2 separate regions of the Sus scrofa genome follow, and region 2 is linked to region 1. Evidence: chromatin contacts called from public Hi-C data. All regions are on one chromosome and are shown on one strand. Each heading gives the region's core, a stretch centred on a gene start, on an enhancer-like site or on the middle of the called end of the contact. The rest is flanking DNA. Distances are from core to core; before and after follow the strand shown. Region 1 holds the start of IL16 (interleukin 16). Region 2 holds the start of STARD5 (stAR-related lipid transfer protein 5).

Region 1 (4,698 bases), core at 1,497-3,996:
GGCCTCGGTGTAGAATATGCCTCCATCCTTCCTTCCTCCCTCTGCCAGCTCCTCCTCTTCTTCTTTCTTCTGCGTGTGTGTGTGTATGTCTCTCTCTCTCTCTGTTCCCTGCCCTCCACCTCCACTCACCATCTTTTCTCACCAGGGTCCCAAGGCCCTTCTCAGGCTCTGAGGACCAGCCCCAAATCTTTCCCATCTACTGTGACTCCAGGAGACTTCCACAACCCAACATGGCCTTCAGCACATCTTCTTCACCAGAAGATCAATTCTCTCCCTTCTAGAAAATCAGCTCCAGGAGTGCTCATGGTGGCTCAGCAGAAATGAACCTGACAAGTATCCATGAGGACATGGGTTCAATTCCTGGCCTCACTCAGTGGGTTAAGGATCCGTGAGCCGTGGTGTAGGTCACCGATGTGGCTTGGATCTCATGTTGCTGTGGCTGTGGTGTAGGCCGGCAGCTATAGCTCTGATTCGATCTCTAGCCTGGGAACCTCCATATGCCATGGGTGCGACCCTAAAAAAAGAGAAAACAACAATACTAACAACAAAAAAAATTAGTTCCAACTATCATTTTTAGTTAAAAATCACTTTCTCCCCCTAAGTCCACATCTCTGACTTCTTTCCTCCTTTCCCCTCTCTTACCCTCATTCACCAAACAGGAAATGCTATTTAGAGAAAAATTCAAGTAAAGTCAATTTATTTCAGGAGCTAATTGAAAAACAAAACAAACAAAAAACCCTCCATGAAGAGGGTGCGACATCAGGTGTGTCGATAAAAAGACAAAACACATCTGTGTCTGTTTGAAGGTGCTGTTGCTTTGGCTACTGTAGTGGGTACCAGGAGCATCGGCTTATGAAAATGTCAGTCATTCCGGGATGTAGACAGATGTCACCTTACAGAGCTCCCAACTGGGTGAAGTTAAATGTCAGCCACGTGCTTTTTTTTTTTTTTTTTTTTTTTCCTGCTGAGAAACATCTTGGTACCATCTGGCTAAGGTCTTAAGCTTCTAACACCATGGCCAAGCCTGGCTTTTTCAAAGGATTAGCTCAAGCAGTGCAATGATCCCTTTGGGTTGGTTGGTCTCTTAGTGTTTCCAAAATGCTCCCCCAAAGCTCAGTTCTACAGTGGGGACCTTGGGCTGGGGCACCGCTTTGTGAGCACATTTCTAACTCTTGTAGAACTTCCATCCTCAAAGACTGTTTTTTGTTTGTTTGTTTGTTTTTGTCTTTTTAGGGCCTCACTCGAGGCATATGGAGGTTCCCAGGCTAGGGGTCAAATCGGAGCTGCAGCTGCCAGCCTACAACACAGTCACAGCAATGCAGGATCCTGGCCACATCTGCAACCTACACCATAGCTCACGGCAACATTGGATCTTTAACCCACTGAGTGAGGATTCACCCCAGGGATCGAACCTGCATCCTCATGGATGCTAGTCAGATTTGCTTCCTCTGAGCAATGACGGGAACTCCCCCAAAGAATGTTCACGGACAATGTAGGTGTGGAGTCTCAGGCCCCAGATGTTTGCTGCTTCTTTTTTAGTCCCGAATGATGCATTTGTTTTCTCCTTCCTTCCTTCCTCTTGGGAGGCAGCCTGCAACCTCGTCAAATGGCCAGCCCATCATTCTGTCTGACCCTGGAATGAGCAGAACCTAGACCCACTGCAGCATAGCAAAGTACTTCCCTTGCAGACAGATTTAGATCTCCCCATTTGGATAACGTCTGACTTCTCTGGTTTTTTTTTTTTTTTTTCCTTTTCTCTGTGTTTGTCTATAACACGCTTGCTCCTTCTGCTGTGTATGTGTGTCTCTCTGGAACACTCCTTCTCAGCTTCTTGGCCTGGAAAATTCTTAGCCTTTACTCAAGAGCCAGATCAAAAGCCTTTCTCTCAGAGAGCCTTCTGGACGTTTCTGGGACAGAACCAGTGCTCGTTGTTTCCTCTGGACCCTGGCAGCGCCTCCTTCATGCTGTACGAAAACCCAGATTCTAGCCAAGCGTGATAAAGTTGGTGCCTGATGATGCTTCCCCTTAGGCTGTTTTGTGAAGGTGCCTGAGCCTGCATCCAGGCTCCGTGGGGAAAACCATCCGGCCCTAGATCGATAATGTCACTCCAGGGGCTGCAAAGGGAAGCGCTGGCCCCAGTCCAGGGTGTTGCTCATCCTTGGCAGCATGCGTTCTAAGTGAATGAATAACGAGGGACCACATAGAAAGCAGTAGGCACACACGTTCCTCTGATTGCTCGGACCCAAACTTATGAAGACTAGAAGGCAGTACTTTGCCTGCTTGTTTTCGCCCTGTCTTCTTCCCTCTGGCAATAGGTAGTTCGCCAGGATGCAGGGGTATGTGAAGCCATGACAGCCCCCTTCCCCACTCCCAAGATTCTTTCCCTAGCACAGGATGAGCCCGTGTTCTGGACCCCGGCTCCTGGGAGGCAGAGATGCTCCAGGCCTCTAGGAGGGGCCAGCTCCCCGGCTCCCCGGGTCCGTGATGCAGGCAGCGCAGTGGAACAGAGGACCCTCAGGGCTGCTGCTGGACTTCTCATCAAAGCAGCCCCACGCTGGCTCAGCAGTCCCCATCAAAGAGCGCCTTGCCTTCTCACAGCTGGAGGCTACCGTTTTGACACAGTCTCGCTTCCTGTTTACACCACAGGAAGCCAGAGAACTACTGCCACCACCACTGCCTCCGCAGGAAGACGCAGCAGGGAGATCCCCCCAGGCCTCTGCCTGCTGCCCCGGAACTGCAGTCCCACAGACACCGTACTCCGCTGAGGACCAGCCGGGGAGGAGAGGAGCCGGCCCAGGTAGGCTTTCATTGAGATCCTCCAGAGGGAAGGACCTTCTGCATGAAGGTCTGGTGGTCGTAGAAGAACCTGAGTCTGTCCAAAGCATTGTGGTGATGGGGGTTCTGCACAGACAGCTGGACATGAGCTGCTGAACAGCCAGGAGTCCCCCCAGGACAGTGGGAGTGCTAGCTAGGGTGGGAATCTCCTGTTTGGATTGGTGATGCTCTGGGGTGGGGGGATGTGTGGAGAAGCAGGCCAATCCAGATAGTTAACTGGAGGATGGAGCCTTCGGGAAAGGCCAAGACATGCCCACCCATCCTTAGTGGGCAGTTGCTGCCTCTGGGTGACCACGTTCTAGCAGGCTGCCGTCACTATTTCCAAGCCTGGAAATGCGGGGTCGGAGAGGCATGAATGAATAGTATGTTTCTGAGGGTCACCACCTCTCTGGGGGATGGAAGGGGTGTGCCCATGTGGTACCCCAGGAAATGCTGAGACAGGAGTTGAGTGGGTAGAGGTTTGCTGGAAAGAGTGTTGGATTTCGGGTCTGGAAGACCAGGGTAGGAAATCTGGCTCTGCCCTTCACGCGTGTCATTCTGGACAAGTTTCTTTATTTTTCTGAGCCTTGAGCAAGGTGTGGGGAATCAGATAGAAGCCCAACATACAGTGCGATTCCTCAAGCATGGATCGAATGCTGGCTTCGTTAGGCCCTGTGCTAGCATCTTAGGAGGGAGAGAGGGAGGACATGAGAATGAAGGAGAAAGAGAATGAGAGGAAGAAGAAAGACCAGTTCCTGCCATCAAGGCGCTCCCGCCTTCGCAGAGTAATAATTACGTAGGCTACAAACCACACACCCACCCGTTTGAGAAACACTATACGAAAAGTGAGGGTTAATGGACATTATAGTGGAACTATCTGGCACAGTTCACCCAGAGCAGGTGTCCTACTTCTGGAGGCTCCTTCCCCTCCCTTCCCTTAGTCATTCCAATTGAGGAACTAGCCAGGGAACGCCTGCCTTGGTGTTCTGCTGGCAAGAGCTCCCCACCCATTTGCAAAGGGCTTGCCTCTAGAAATCTGACTCCTGAGTCCTACAATGGCCCTGCAGCGGAGCAGTGTGTAAACACAGAGTCAGGCTGAGACGGCTGGGCTCACTGGCTAAAGCCTCAGAGTCCGTGGTAACCATCCTGACTTGGAATTGTGCAGGTCTTTTTAGAGTCTTTTTTTTTGGGGCGGGGGGGCGGCCACTTGCAGCATATGGAGGTTCCCAGGCAAGGGATCAAACTGGAGCTACGGTTGCCAGCCTATACCACAGCCACAGCAACAACAGATCTAAGCTGCATCTGTGACCTACACCAGAGCTCAGGGCAACGCTGGATCCTTAAGCCACTGAGCAAGGCCAGGGATCAAACCTGCAACCTCATGGTTCCTAGTTGGATTCGTTTCCGCTGTGCCACAACGGGAACTCCTCTTTAGGGCCTTTAAGGCTTAATGCTCTGCATGGGTTGTGTCTTTTGAGGCCTGGCACTGATCCAAGAGGCAGGAGGACTCAGCCCTCCTTAAGCTGGGTTGCGTTCTGTGTTCAAGCATCCCCAAAGTGTGGAACCAGGGCAGCCTTCTCTTAACCAGGGAGAGCGCAGACCTGGGGTGACTGAAGAGCCATAGCTCCATTTGGCTTCTTGGCTGTACAGGGCTTGGGGACCAGCCTCCCTCTGTTCCTGGGAAAGAGGCAGAGGCAGAAGCTGCTCTGTTCTGGCGTGTTCAATGCTCACTTGCAAGAAAGACCTCCAAGTGCTGCCCTCCCCCGCCCCGCCCCTGCTCCCGCCCCCCATGGTGAGGGGCTGAACTTGGCCAGATGATCTTGCCTGATGGAGCGCATTGGAATGACTGTGGAGCTGCCCCAGTGCCAATGGCCGGGTGTAGTA
Region 2 (4,698 bases), core at 1,107-3,606, 34 kb after region 1:
TTCCGGGAAAGAACTATACCTTGAGGTTTCACAACACCATCTATGGAAACACCCAGGAGGCTACCATGTATACGGATGTCAAAGTCAAGGCATCATTCAAATCCAAAAGGCTGGCAATATTTCCCCAAGACAACTTCTAAATTAGTTTCGGCTGTACCTTGTTTTTTTCCTCTTAATGCAAAATGTGGTGGGTTCTTAATACAACAGAGGATCCCGGCATAGGATCATCTAGAACTTCACTGTCCCATATGGTAGCCACTAATTCCATGTGGCTATTTAAATTTACATTGAGAATCATGAAAATTAAATAAAGTCAACAATTTATTTCTTCAAACTAGGTACTTTTCAAACGCTCTGTGCCCACATGGAGCCAGTGGCTACTGTACTGAGTACAGAATATGCTACAGAATATTTCCATCCCTGCAGAAAGTTCTACTGGGCAGCACTAAACAAGTTACCACACGTTTTTACCAGTGCAGAAGCTGTCATCCAGAAATTGCCACCTGGCACAGCCCTACAGCTGGCAGAGAATCCTGCCTTTTTGGCCAGGACTCAGTTTATTATCATGGTCCATCAAGGGGCCATATTTCAAACTTGAGCCATGTGTCCAATCCAGGAACTGCTTCAGCATCCTCAGAGCTCACACAAAATTCACGTTCACTCTACACTCCTGCCTCCATCAGCAGCTGCTATATTCTCTCAGCTCTGTTCAGGGTGCCTCTCCCCTTCTCAGTCTCACTTTTTCCTACCTGTACCTGGGATGAGGCTGGGCTTGAGTGGCAAGCTTGTATTTCCTGGGTACCAGGGGGGTCACAGGATAGTCCCCTTGCCTAAAGGTTTCACTCACCCCCTCCAGAGGGACAGAGCCAGGTTACTGACTAGGAGTAACAACAGTGCTTGGAAAGACTTACATCAGTGATGCTTTCGATAATTTCAAAACCGGCCACATTCTCATCCCACTTATCTCGTAGGGTCCCAGCAAGTGGCTTTATGCAGTCCCACACCTGCTCTAGAGTCCCATTCACAATGCCTTCTCCTCGGTACCTGGAGCACAAAGAAGAATGTGTCCCCAAGGCATTAGTCAAACTTATCCTGGGATAACACAGAAAGACTAGAAGCCATCTCATCATCACTTTTTTAGACAGTCTTGCAAGAGAAGGGGCTGAGGTTTACCTGTCCTCCTCCCTCAGGCCTGCAGAAAAGGACAGACAATAAGCTTTCATAAGAAATACAGCTTGAGGAAAAGCAATTTAGTACAACATGGAAGCTTTTCTGGAAGATAACCGATAAGTTGATTCCAGGTGCTAGGGTGGACTGGGGTGTCTTGGGAAACAAACCCACAGAAACTGCAGGAAAGGGGTGGCACCTCTGACAAGCTTTGAACAAGGCATGCACTTACAGGTTCCCTGGAAACTCCACAGATGGCCTCCAGGAAACTGAAACTCCATTCTGTCAAAAGGCACAGAATCGCAGAATTTTAGAGCTAGAAGGGCTCTGGGAGATCACCTGGCCCAGTCCTGTTTCATGGAAGCAAAGTCTAGAGCCTCAGGAGATGCGAATCTCCAAGGAGACCCAAGTGATACGTGGCACCCTGGGGACCAGTCCTGGACAAAGCTGCCTCATAGGAGCACGAGATGGGTAAAGGGGGGGTCTTAAAGCTTGAAGAGCACTGGGGAGGGGGTGGTTTCAAACCACCTTAAAAGCCACCAGCATCTAGTTTCCTCGAGCAATTTAGGTCTGCTTGTTCAAAATCCTAAGTATTCGGTGAGTAGCACTATCCCCACGCCACCCTCCCGGAATCAAGAGAGGGCCGCAGGGTCTGAGGAACCGAGTAAGAGCTTGGGAGCCTGGTGCCTCGGGTTCCACTTCGAGCATTTACCAGCCAGGTGACCTTGGCCAAGTCTTTCAATGAGAGGGGCAGAAACTTACTTCCCGGCGTCATTGTGTACACAAAAGGCCCGATATATTTTTTAAGGGAACAACCCGCAGTGGAATCTCCTTCTCAATCTAGCTCAGGGGGGCGGGGAGGGGGGGTTGTATGCAAAAAACTACCGGGAGAGGAGGAGACTGGGGGCTTCTGAAACCCCGGCCCCAAGGAGCAGAGGTGCCCGGATCCCTTCCTGCCCAGCTTCTCACTCACGCCTTCCCGGCAAATCTTCCAGCCTGACTTGTCTTGCCGGTACTGGAGCATCTTCTCCGCTACCGCCTCGGTTATCTGCGCGGCCAGAGCCGGGTCCATTGCGACGAGAGCTGCGCGAGGCTGCGGAATCGCGGGTAGGGTGTGCGGGGATGGCCAGGTACCTGCCTCTGAAGCCAGGAAAACCCGGGCCCCAGGCGGAACCCAGAGCCCCGCCCATAACCCCGCCCCCGACCTAGGATTGGTCCGGGCCCTGTGACGGTTCCTGCCCGGCTCTGGGATTGGCAGGGCCGGAGATCGCCCGGCCGGGCACCAAGAGACACACAGCTGGCGGGGTGGGTCCGAGACACGCCCCTCACCGTCCTGCCCCGTCTGCCTCCAGCCTGTCCCGCCTCAGGGAGGGACGCTGGAGAGCGGGGACTCCAGAGGGCCGGCTGCTGAGAACAAAGTGGGCGGGCCAGATCAACGAGTACGTGATAGGCTTGTTTTAGGAATTTGCCTTGAATGCGCAGAGACTTTCTGCCTGGCGGGACGGTAGGAAGATTTGCATCACAAGTATCTTTCTAGGGCGGCTGTGGAGACCGGAAGCCCAGCTAGGCAGCATCAGCCTTAAGGGGAGAGACCGTGGTGACCTGTAGGGAGTGCGTGGTGGACGCGGCGAGAAGAGGACCTCTCGTAGTGTGTTTAGGAGATAGGATATAGAGATCTCCGTGCTAGACCGTGGAGGCTACGGGAGCAGGAAAGCATCCTGACTCCCACCTCCAGGCTTGAGCCACCGGTGGTTAGTTGAGATGGGGACGAGAGACAGGATTGAGGGGAAACATGATGAATTTAGTTCTGGGGAGACTCAGTTGCAGGTGCCTGAAAGACTTGTAAGTGATGTCCAGGAGACAGTGAGATACCCTAATATCTGGGAGAGCGCTGGCGTTTAGATAAGAGGTCGCTGAGCTCTGCGCATCTGGGTGGCTTCTATCTTGGGGAGTGAGTGGGGGTCACATCCCCCAGCCTCCTTTCCTCCTCTTCAGCGCTATAACCAGCTAAATATTTGAAAGGTCAACGGTGAAATCTGTATTTTCCGTATTGTGTTTATTGTTTCCTTTAAAGGTTTGAAAAAAAAAAGTAGTGTAAGGAAAATGACCACTTGAAACCTCTTTTTGGACGATTTGATGGGCTGACAGGTGTTAAGACGCCTGGATGGGACATTAGAGAATCCAAGTTCTAGACCTGGTTTCACCCACAACTCCGTGTGGTTTGGCCAAATCACTTAGCTGTTGTGCTTGGAGGCGAAATGGAACAATAATGAATGCCTCACTGTGCCATTGTGCTGGGCAAGGGAAGTAACGTGTGTGAACGTTCCTAGGAGACATTAGAGAAAAAGATCAATAACCAAGTTTAAAAAATTAAATACATCAAAATGTCACAAAACGTTAGAGCAGGGAGTTTTGTGGTGCAGGGTCCAGCGTTGTCACTGTAGTGGCTTGGGTCACTGCTGTGGCATGGGTTCAGTCCCTGGCCCAGGAAGTTCCACATGCCAAAGGCGTAGCGAAAAAAATACTAATAATGAATAAATAAATGAATAAAAGTCTGACCATAATTTGAGGGGGAAACTGGAGCATATTTTAACTAAAAGTAAGTTTTCTTAATGTACAACATGCTTTTACAAATCATTAAGGCATTTTCAAACAGCCCAACAGACGAAAAGAATGCATCAGATACGAACAGACACTTTGCAAAAAAATTAACATGACTAACAAAGGAATGAAAAGATGCAGAACTTCTCTCATAGTCAGAGAATTACAAGTGAAAAAAATTAAAACATTTTACTCCTATATGAGGGACAAGTCTGAAGAGGTTTGTTAATTCTCTGTGTTGGTGAGTGGAGAAACAGTTGTTTTTACACACTGGGTGAGCATGTAAATTTTTGCAACCTTCTGGGAGCAAAATAACATGGATGGAAATTTTAATTTACCTGTTTTTGACCCAGCCACTCCTGCATGAAGATGTGCTGGCCACCGGAAACAACCTATTATTTGCTAGTAGATTAAAGTTACAGGATATCCATGCAGTGGGTTATTATGTAGCCATTACCATAATGTGGCCCAGATGAACAAAGGTGGAGCTGGAACAGACAGGAAATGCTCAACAGAGCCTAGGGGATTAGAAATCTGAGTTGATGTGAGCAGATTGTTCTTTCCAAGAGCAATATCACTCTCTGTGAAGAAAATAAAGGTGTTTCAAACTTAATTGTTAAAATAAAATTATTTAAATTCTTACCTCCACAAAATAAAAAGTTTTATACATTACAGAACAATATCATATATATTATGATACATACATATATATTCAACATGTAAATTGATGGCAATAGTACTGCACATAAGAGAGTCAGTGCCCAAGTCAGATTGCCCGGGTTCAAATCCCAGCATCACTGCTCACTAGCTGTGACCTTGGTAAGTAACTGACCATTCCAGACCTTTGTGTCTTCCTCGGGAATGTGAGAAAAATAGCAGTACTAACTCATAGGGTGGACACATGTGTTAAAGGATTTAATAAATGAATAG

Evidence for each region. Hi-C and Micro-C count contacts between places; a contact is called where the count stands out from the background.
Region 2: a contact with region 1 is called in a Hi-C map of liver, with 2.6 times the contacts expected there. The contact joins the promoter of STARD5 here to the promoter of IL16 in region 1. A contact is called at or near these places in 3 of 47 Hi-C or Micro-C datasets (epiblast stem cells, liver and skeletal muscle) and 1 of 2 datasets of contacts at active chromatin or transcription factors (alveolar macrophages).

The regions. Positions count from the first base shown.
Region 1 is chr7:50,082,159-50,086,856 of Sscrofa11.1, forward strand. It overlaps IL16 (interleukin 16), which reads left to right and starts at 2,747. Exons shown (of 7, transcript NM_213751.1): 1 at 2,747-2,797.
Region 2 is chr7:50,116,296-50,120,993 of Sscrofa11.1, forward strand. STARD5 (stAR-related lipid transfer protein 5) reads right to left here and starts at 2,357. Exons shown (of 6, transcript XM_003128449.4): 1 at 2,141-2,357; 2 at 1,400-1,449; 3 at 912-1,044. The coding sequence starts at 2,239.